Regions from separate parts of the Zea mays genome. Here all the other regions are linked to region 3. A link is a contact called in public Hi-C data. All regions are on one chromosome and are shown on one strand. Each heading gives the region's core, a stretch centred on a gene start, on an enhancer-like site or on the middle of the called end of the contact. The rest is flanking DNA. Distances are from core to core; before and after follow the strand shown. Region 1 holds the start of LOC100502327 (SART-1 family protein DOT2). Region 2 holds the start of LOC100216746 (putative inactive leucine-rich repeat receptor-like protein kinase). Region 3 holds the start of LOC100272467.

Region 1 (3,396 bases), core at 792-3,291, 150 kb after region 3:
AAGTGATCCTACGCTCATACTCAAAGTAAACAAGTTAGTCCATGATAATGTGTTGGATACTTAATCACCAAAATAGGTAGAAATGGCTATCTAGCCCATTTCCCTTTCACTTGGCCCCACCGAGCGGTAGGGCCATGCCGCCCTACCACCAAGCGCTAGGTGTCCTAACACACATTTTTAGAGCGACGAGGACCACTCCAAATTATATTTAGGTCTCTTCCGCCCCCATGGGGCGATAGGTACCTATAAATATTTTTTAGAAATTGTGATATAAAATTAAAGCTTTAATTATTTTGAAATAGAATAAGGAGAAAGTTACGCAACACTAGTTCCTGCTCTACGTTCGCCTCCACGTCAACCCGATGTGTTTATAAGTCTCCGCATGCTACATTCATCGCCTACCTTTCCTTATCCCTTCCATGGGCCACATAGGGATGGTAGTTAGGTGGGTAGTACATGGTGTATGGTTCACGAATCCATACCCGCGAGATAAAACCCAACCCATACCCATGCCCATCAGGTATCCACTACCCGACGGATACCAGTTACCCACTGGAGTCAGTCTATGATAGAAGAAGGTTTCAATTGTTGCCAAACTTCTAGGAGGCGACAACAAGGCGATGGTGGTTTCAGTGTACGACAGATGGGGCACACTATGTAATATTGAGGATGGGCGCGTGGTACAACGGGACTCAGAAGGATGGGGACACAACAATGAAGGATGGGCCCGGTGCAGCATGGAGGATGGGGGCACTGGACACAACATGGAGGATGGCGACACATGGTGGAAGATGGGGGCGATCGCATGAGGGTTTGCTTGGGCTCTCATCCATAGCCTATAGGCAGGTTAGGGTTGAATCTTCGAATAGGAATTTGGAATGCCTAAACTATCTAGATGACCCACATGTCAGATACCCATCAGGTGGTAGGTATGGATAGTACATATCCATTCTCTCGAGAAATTTACCCGTGGATACTACATTATACCCATACTCGTACCTATGGGGTAAGAAATTCTATCATATCAATGTGTGACACATAATTACCCACTAGTTAGTTGCTCGTGCATTGCCACTATTTCTATATATCATACGAGTAGACTATTTTAACGAGACACAAAAATATGTGTTCTATTGGTAGGTGGGTGTGAATATGGAGCAAACAACCAAGGTTCAAACAACAATTTGTGCACAATTAGTTTAAACGTGGGTTTAGAGCTAACAACCATGGTTCGAATCCCCATTTATACATAATTTTAGCGTCTTTGTAATTTAAATAAATGTGGGGGCACAACCACGATAAAAACCATGGAATTAGACAAACTGATGCTTTAATATAGTAGATATTAGATGATATAAAGATGGTTATTTACCTATACCAGTACCCACCGCCATCCCTAGGTCCACGCTAAAGGGGCCAAATATAAAGCTATTATAGAAAATACCTAATTTTATTCGTACACCTATATGTACTAGCATATACCTCGTGATAACGCTAAGATCCCACAGAGAGGGATTGACGGTGGCAGCGACGTGAGGGTAGTGGTTGAGTCGGTTGACGGTGGCGGCGTCACGTTTGAGGGGGATGCGAGGAGGCTGTGAGTGAGGGGGCACGGGAGAAGGGGAGGGATGATGAATTAGGAATGACCCAATATTCCAAATAATATTGTTAATTTGATTTAAGTGAGTGTGGGGTGATTTGGTTGGTGTGTTTTAAATTGGATTATATAGGGGTGTTTGAATGTACTAAAACTAATAGTTAGTTGGCTAAAAATTATTAGTGGAATTAGCTAACTAATAAATAGCTATCTAACTATTAATTAATTACTAAAAATAGCCGATAGCTAAACTATTAATAGGGTGTTTGAATGACTCAACTAATTTTAGTCACTAACTATTAACTCATAGTTACTCAATTTAGCCCAAAACAGAGAAAAAAAATCTTTCGAAATCCCAAACCCGCAGGACGGCCCACTAGGCGTCTTGGGCCGTTTGGCCAGAACACGCGGCCACCCAATCCTGCCCAGGTCCCAGGCGCCCCTCACACTCTGCTCATCTCTGCTTCGAACGTTCACGGAGACACGAGGCTGGAGGCTGCAGCGCTAACCCTAGCCGGCGTCGGCGGTGGCGGCCAGCGGGAGGGGAGCTGCCAAACGCCTAACCCTAACGGCTGCAGGCGGCTGGGCGCAAGGCATCCGTGGCCAGCGTGCCGCGCGCACGAGCGGACAGTTGCGGCGGCAGGGGCGCAGGGCGCGACCTCGGCGCGGTGGGCGCGGGCGCACCGCTGAGCAGGCTGTAGGGGGAGGTGGGATTGGATTTTTTTTGACGTGGAAGTTGGAATACTCAAGTTGGAAATTCTGCTCCTCCACTGCCGCCGCCGCTCGCCACGTGCTCGGGTCTAGACTCGTCGGTTTATTCGCCAGGTCTTCGTTGTGCCCTTCGCCGGCGACCAGCACGCACCAGGTAACCCCTCCGCTTGACCTCTTCACTTCCTGCCGCGCGAAACCGAGCACCCGAACCCTAGCTTAATCTATTTAGGTACGAAACCGAGCACCAGAACCCTAGCTTAATCTATTTAGGTACGAAACCGAGCACCAGAACCCTAACTTTTGGGTATGTGTATTTGTATCTGCCTAATTACAAGTTTATATAGGCAACATGTCTTATAATTTCGTTTGTTTTTGCAAAAGTTACTGGGTCACGCATGTCGTCTGCTGCTGCGGTGGACGAGATGGAGCTGGACGGCATTGAGCGGCACCGGGATAAGGAGAGGAGGGAGAGGCATAGGAGGGAGGAGAAGGATCACAATGGCAGTGGAAGAAGGGACAGGGAGAAAGAGAAGGACGACCGGAGAAGGGACAAGGATGATGGCAAGCATAGGGATAGGGATAGAGATAGGGAGAGAGACAGGGATAAGGATAGCAAGTACAGAGACCGGGATAAGGAGCCAGAGCGTGAACGTAACCGTGACCGTGACCGGGGCAAAGATCGGGAGCGGGAACCAGATCGGCAGCGTGACAAGGACCGTAGCAAAGACCGGGATAAAGAAGCAGAGCGTGATAAGGAAAGGGAGCGGAGGGACAGGGATAAGGAGAGAAGCCGCAATAGAGACAAGGACAAGGATAGGACGCAGAGGGAGGATAGGGATCACGAGAAGTCAAGGGTGAAGGGTCGTGGAGAAGACGAAGCAGATTTATCCAAGGGCGACAAGGGGGTTCAGAAGCAGAGAGTTGATGCCTCAGGGGATGCTGAGCAGCCCGCAGCAGATGAGCTCAGAGAGCGCATTGCAAGGTAACTACTTGGTCTTTTCTTCCTCATATGTTTCGATAGTATGTTGAGGAACTGTATGTTGTCATTTGCCTCAGCTTTCTGAATGATAGACAAACAGACACACACA
Region 2 (3,069 bases), core at 85-2,584, 190 kb before region 3:
GCCGGTGAGCTGGTTGCCGGAGAGGTCGAGCGACTGCAGCGTCTCCGCCAGCCTGGTGGAGCCCGAGGGCAGGACGCCCGAGAGCGCGTTCGACGACACGTCGAGCGTCTCGAGCCCGACGTCGAACAGAGCGTCCGGGATGCTGCCGCTGAGGTTGTTGTCCCTAAGATGCAGCTCGGCGAGCTTGGTGCACCCGGACATCGAGGCCGGGACGGCGCCGGAGAGCTGGTTCCTGGACAGGCTCAGGTACTTGAGCGCCTTGAGGTCGCCGAGCGAGTCCGGCAAGCTTCCGGTGAGAGCGTTGTCGGATAAGTCCAGGTGCTGCACCGCGGCCAGCTTGCCGAGCCACGCGGGGACGTCGCCGGAGAGACGGTTTCCGGACGCGGAGAGGTAGACCAGCGAGGCGAGCTGGCCGATGGAGTCGGGGAGGTGGCCGTCGAACGCGTTGGAGCTGAGGTCGATGGTGCTGAGGTGCGGGCACCGGCCGATGTCCGCCGGGACAGCGCCGAAGAAGCGGTTGCCACTGAGGCTGAGGGTCTTGAGGTTATGGAGCCTGGCAATGCCGTCAGTGACGGGGCCGGAGAAGAGGTTGTGGGACAGGTCGAGCGTGCGCAGGCGCTCGAGCGGCCAGAGCGCGCCCGCGAAGTCCGGCGAGCCGGAGAGCTGGTTGCCGGACACGTTGAGGTGGAGCAGGAGCGGGCTCCCGGACGCCAGCCCCTCCGGCACGGGCCCGGAGAACTGGTTGCCGGACAGCACGAGGAAGCGGAGCGTGCGCGGGAAGGCGGGCGGGAGCGGTCCCGAGAAGGCGTTGCCCGTGAGGTCGAGGTAGCGGAGGGAGGCGAGGCGCGCGACGTCGTCGGGGAGCGGGCCGGAGAAGGCGTTGTAGGAGAGGTCGAGGGAGCGGAGGGAGCCGAGGAGGGAGAGGCCCGGCGGGAGCGGGCCGGAGAGGTTGTTGCGGGCGAGGGAGAGGTCCTGGAGCGCGCCCAGGCGGTCGAGGCCCCGTGGCATGCGGCCGGACAGCGCCAGCCCGTCGAGGGCGAGGCGGAGCACGCGGGAGGTGGCCGGGTCGCACTCCACGCGCGCCCACCCGCACGGCGTCGCGTCCGACTCCGTCCACGTCGCCAGCGCACCTGTCGGGTCGGACAGCGCCGACTTGAACACTACCAGCCCCAGCACCTCCTCGTTCACCGCCATCGGCATGTCGGCCTTCGTCGCTGGTGGCGCGCCCCCAATGAGCAGCAGCAGGAGGAAGAGGAGGAGAGCAGGAGAGTTGGCGGCAGTAGTGGCGGCCATTTCTGAAGGCTGCAGCTGCGGGTGCAGAATGTTTCCGGGATGGGATAGATATGGTGGCGAACTGGCGATGACGGTGAATGGAAGTGGATGAGATCTAGTGGCACGGGGGAGGAGAAGTGGTACCGGTGCCGAGCTGTGTTTTGGGAGTGTAGTCCATCGGAGCCGCGGGGAAGGGCAGCCGGGCCGCGGGCGCGTCGCTGCATTGGATTGCCCGTGACTCGCGAAGGGAGGGGGGCGGGGGGTAGGTTTGGACACAAGGAAAGCAACAAAGGACTTCACGTTCTCCGGTCCCGGCCAGGTCCTCGGGTTTGCCATGGCCATGGCCGCCCATGGCCATGCCCCGGTTCTCTGCCGCTGGGCGGTGGGGTCGCCGGAGGAATCTAGCTCGCCGGAACACGACACCGCACGGCGATTGAGACGACGACGACGCGCGCGCGCACAAGCTGTCTACTGGAGTACTATTCTGCAGCTGTGGAAAGGGAATGATAGTGTGTTAAAGAATCATATGCGCCGGCCGTTTCCATACTCGGCCTTCAATTCACGCAGCAGAACAAAAGGCAGCCGCCAGAATCACGTCGAAAGGTACTCAGCTTTTTTTTGTTAATCCTGATCACGGATTCAAAACGCGTGGCCGATCGCCCCCATGCCCAAGCGGGCAGCAGGCAGTAGGCAGGAACCCATCCATCTGGCCGTCACAGGACGGGAGGACGAGCAGCAGAGGCTGCCCCAGTCCATGACTCCATTCGTCAGTTCAGTGAGTTACCACCAGTATGGAAGCTGAAAAGGGTATCCGCCTAAAGTGCCCAGATCCGCATGACTGCAAAGCTGTACCAGAACAGCTACAGAAGCTGCCATCTCGTCGTGTATGGCTCGCGGATTATTTCTTTCAGATCACGGGGGCACATCACATGTATACGTGCATACGTTGGCGTTGTATTATTCAACATGTCCAGTCGTTATCATCCATCCATATTCTATACATCTATCTATACCTCACATCTAACGCACGCAACCTTTGTATATAGGCAAGTATGGAACGGTAAAGGTGAGAGCACCCTGGAGTAGCTACAGTTATTCCTGTTGAGAATTCCCAGCTTGAATTCTGGCACCGGGCTGAAATATAACTGAACAGCTGTTGCATCAATCACGCGGGCCGTCAAATGACTGGGATTTCCTCAAGTTCCAGTGGAGACCCTCATGGATGCTGCGGAGGAAATCGGTCGTCGAGTCCACCAGGCAGGCTGTGGGCACGGGCCAGGGAGAAATGCTGCAGATCAGGGCGTCACCGGGCGACAGCTGCTGTCGGTCTTTGCCGTCGAAGGATGCCCAGGCATTGCCCCTGCTGTTGAACGGCACTTGAACGCGGAGGGTCACGTATTCAGGCAGAATCAAAGGTCTGAATGACAGAGAGTGCGGGCAGATTGGGGTGAAAAGGATCCCTGGGACCTGCAAACGCCGGCTAGACATTAGAAACCAAACTGCAGGATGGACAGGTAATGCTGCTTGCTGAGCCGCTTGTAAATCGATTGGGGCCGTACCTGAGGATGAACCATGGACCCTCCAGCTGCTAATGAATATGCTGTACTTCCAGATGTAGTTGATATGATTAGTCCATCCCCTTGTACGCAAGTAACAAAAGAGCTGTCACAGTAGACTTCCAGGTTGGTAAGGTAGGATGATATTCCTCGGTCGATTGTAACTTCGTTCAACACTAAGAATGGCTCCTCAGACACGATTTCATCCTTTGCCTCGTCACGTATTACATGACACTGTATG
Region 3 (3,457 bases), core at 555-3,054:
GGAAACCCAGAGTTCACTGTTTTCTCTGTACAACCAGAAGACTTCATCAACATAGCAGATTTCCTGGGTGAAATTGAATAAGGCTTCACTGAAACTGAAATTGATGGTGTGATTGAAAGCCTGACCAATGATTAGTCACCAGGTCCTGATGGGTTCAGCAATGAATTTCTCAAGAAATGCTGGTCAACCATCAAGTATGATTTCTATAAACTGTGCAAAGAGTTTCAATAAGGCACAATTGGTCTGAGAAGCACCAACAAGTCATACATCACCCAAATCACACACATCAGAGTTCCGACCTATTTCCCTTCTAAACTCATGAGTCAAACTCCTGAGAAAGCTACTTGCTAATAGGGTACAACCAGTTTTGCGTGTATCAATCATGGATTGCAGTATAAGCAATTATCTATTTTATATTTACTACAAGTGTTGTGCTCTGTGCTACCTAACTGATGCCCGCTGGTTCACTGGCTCATTTTGTGCTTCGTGCTACCTGACTCACTGACTCGCTAATCATTGATGCATGACAACAAGAGCTCAGTAAGGCCTTGTTCGTTTCTATCGGATTGCACCTGGAATCGTTCCAGCTAATCAAAGTTTATATAAACTAGAAAAACAATTCGGTTAGGAATCGTTCCGACCCACCAATCCGGTACAAACGAACAAGGCCTAAAGCTTATTTGGTTAGAGGGGGGTTGAATCCTCCAATCCACTTTTAACCAAACGAGCCCTAGTTTTTATTAAAATGCTATTTCTGTAGCCTATATATATTCCCTGTTTACCCCGTTTGACATGAAAAGAGGACGGCTCTCATGATCTCTATCTGGCGCCAGGGGGAAAAAACACGACAGTTTGCAGTCGCACAACGGCATCCAGATTTAGCAACAACAACCCCCCCCCCCCCCCCCCCCCCCAAAAAAAAATACTCGCCGAGTTATTCTTTCCACAAGACACGTGGGACCCCAGCCAGAAATGATTCACCATCCACGACAGCGCACGGCTTGACGGAGACGACGAATCTCTACTGTTCAAGCTTCCAAGCCCAAGCGACATTGCTCGATCCGGTCGAGCACAGCGACAGCCACCAGCGCATCGCGTGTGCCATCTACTACGACGACGACCGATCAATGCGGGCGCAAGCGAGGAGGGAGGAAGGGAGGAGAAGGCGCACGGACGCACCCAAACGTGGCGAACTGCGCCAGGAAGAACGGGTACTTCCGGAGCGGCACGAGCGCGAGCTTGTAGAGGACACGGTTCCCCGTGCCCATGGCGACGACCGCAGCCGCGGCGACGACCACCTCCATCCCGGCGCTCCTCCCTACGCCCGCGCTGCTAGTCCCCGCGACCTGCCCCGCCGCCGCGCACCTCGCCGCGTCCCTCCTGCCCGTGCCCAGGCCCAGACTCGTCCACGCGCGCGCCGACGCCCACGGGTCCGCCGCGATCCACAGCGCGTGCGGCAGCGCCTCCCTCCTCCGCAGCGGCAGCGCCGCCACGACAGCAGCGCGCGGCGCGGGGGAGCGGAGCTGCAGCGGGCGGTGCCGCGCCGCGGAGGGGCTGCACGTGACGGGGGACGGCGCCATCATCAGCGGGGTCGCGGCCTCGCGGTCGCGGGGTGGGTGGTGGGACGGGACCGCCTGCCTGCGCGGCGGAGTGGCGCAGTCGCTGCTGGGTCTTTTATATATGCGCTGGTGGTGGCCGGTGGCGGCGGAACTGTGGAAGGAATGAAATGGCGTGAGTGAGGGAGGGACGAAGAAGATTCCCGGGCGGGAGTGGAGGCGAAGGCGGGTGGTGCTGTTCTGCTTCGCCTCTGGCCCTCTGCTGCTTGTTGCGTTGCGCTCCGTCCCGGTTCTAGTGCCCGTTTACTTTTTATGTTTTGGTGGGTGGGTGGAGGGGGCGGCGCGGCCACGCGAACATTATTGGAGGGGGATTTCTTTCTTCTGTTTCAGGTTTTTTGTTTTCCACACGTGGCGTCATGAGATTAGTACTAGTGATTAGCCAAGCTTGTTTTTTTGTTTTCCAAGTTTTGGCTAATTTGAGTTGTCTCAACCTAACTAATGATGTAACAATTAGTTGGACTGTTTGAAAACCTTAATTATTATAGGTTCCAACAGGCTTAAGGCATGGTTCCAATTCTAGAGCTGATTATTAGTCAGCTAATAAGTTGTTATATGATTTTAGGTGAGTTGGAGCAGGTAACAACTAATAGCTATTTAAGAGGTATAACTAATAATTAGTTAGTCTAATGTCTGGCACGTTATAAACCTCTAAGTTAATTTTAGCTGCTAACAATTATCATAGGTTAGTTCTCAAACAGGCTTAAGACCTGGTTCTAATCCTAGAGCTAATTATTAATCAGCTAATAAGTTGTTATATGCTTTTAGCTGAGTTGGAGCAGGTAACAACTAATAGCTATTTAAGTTAAGAGGTATAAGTAACAATTAGTTGGTCTATTGTCTGACACGTTATAAACCTCTAAGCTAATTTTAGCGGCTATCAATTATCATAGGTTCTCAAACATGCTTAAGATCTGGTTCCATTCCTATAGTTAATTATTAGTCGGCTAATAAGTTGTTATATGGTTTCAGGTAACAATTAATAACTATTTAAGAGATATAGGCGACGATTAGCTGGTTTATTAGCTAACTCGTTCTAAACCTCTCAACTAATTTTAGTCGCTAAATATCAGTTTTAGAAGGTTGAAATATGGCCTAAGTAATATGTTGCTAACTATCTATTAGATGTTATTACCTGGGTTTTTTTTTGCCTAACCAGTAGACAGCTCATCTTTTGTTCGACAGGGAGAGGAGGTAGACGCACGCACCATATGGCCGGGCGGCACACGCTCGCGAGTCGCGAGTCGCGACCTGTTCTGGTGAGCTCGCGTCCGTTCCATGTCCTTGTCCCGCCGGGCCCAGGACAGCAACGCCAGCAGAACAGCAAAAAGAAAACACGCGCGCGCGCACACAGACAGAGACGCTGCTACTAGCTAGTGGGCAGTCGGCGACATGTGGGTACTGGCCTCTGGCCGGGGCCTGGCGGGAGCTATAGATGTCCAAACAGTGTGGGCCGCCTATTTGGCCCGTGGCACGGCACGAATTTAGCCCGGTCTAAACCCGGTCCGGCACGGTTGGTTACGAGCTCGGGCCGGCACGGCCCGTTTACCGGGTTGGGTATGGGCAGATACGGTGGCCCGCGTGCTTTGGCCCGGTCCGGCACGATAAATGGGTCGGCCCGACGGCGGCCCGTATATTTGACAACACAAGTGCAAGCAGCGCAGGCCCAATTCCATTAAATGGGCCGAAACCCTCTGCAAGTAGCGCAGGCCCGACGCTCGGCTCTCTGCATAACCCTAACCGGCTAACCCTATCCCCAACCGTCGACCCCGAGTCCCCATTCCCCAACCCCGACGCCCTCTCTGCTCTCGGTCTGACGGCGGCGGCGCCGTTTTCTCTCTGCC

What was found. A called contact is a pair of places that touch in the nucleus more often than the background predicts.
Region 1: a contact with region 3 is called in a Hi-C map of leaf, with 8 times the contacts expected there. The contact joins the promoter of LOC100502327 here to the promoter of LOC100272467 in region 3. A contact is called at or near these places in 6 of 25 Hi-C or Micro-C datasets (ear, leaf, root tip and 1 more) and 1 of 3 datasets of contacts at active chromatin or transcription factors (seedling).
Region 2: a contact with region 3 is called in a Hi-C map of seedling, with 8 times the contacts expected there. The contact joins the promoter of LOC100216746 here to the promoter of LOC100272467 in region 3. A contact is called at or near these places in 11 of 25 Hi-C or Micro-C datasets (bundle sheath, ear, leaf and 4 more) and 1 of 3 datasets of contacts at active chromatin or transcription factors (leaf).

The regions. Positions count from the first base shown.
Region 1 is chr3:149,819,000-149,822,395 of Zm-B73-REFERENCE-NAM-5.0, forward strand. LOC100502327 (SART-1 family protein DOT2) reads left to right here and starts at 2,042. Exons shown (of 13, transcript NM_001323905.1): 1 at 2,042-2,462; 2 at 2,690-3,290. The coding sequence starts at 2,704.
Region 2 is chr3:149,480,669-149,483,737 of Zm-B73-REFERENCE-NAM-5.0, forward strand. It overlaps LOC100216746 (putative inactive leucine-rich repeat receptor-like protein kinase), which reads right to left and starts at 1,335. Exons shown (of 2, transcript NM_001317367.1): 1 at 1-1,335. The coding sequence starts at 1,293. It overlaps LOC100285591 (NAD kinase 1), which reads right to left. Exons shown (of 11, transcript NM_001158482.2): 10 at 2,832-3,069; 11 at 2,158-2,739. The coding sequence ends at 2,434.
Region 3 is chr3:149,665,816-149,669,272 of Zm-B73-REFERENCE-NAM-5.0, forward strand. It overlaps LOC100272467, which reads right to left and starts at 1,805. Exons shown (of 10, transcript NM_001146939.1): 1 at 1,180-1,805. The coding sequence starts at 1,583.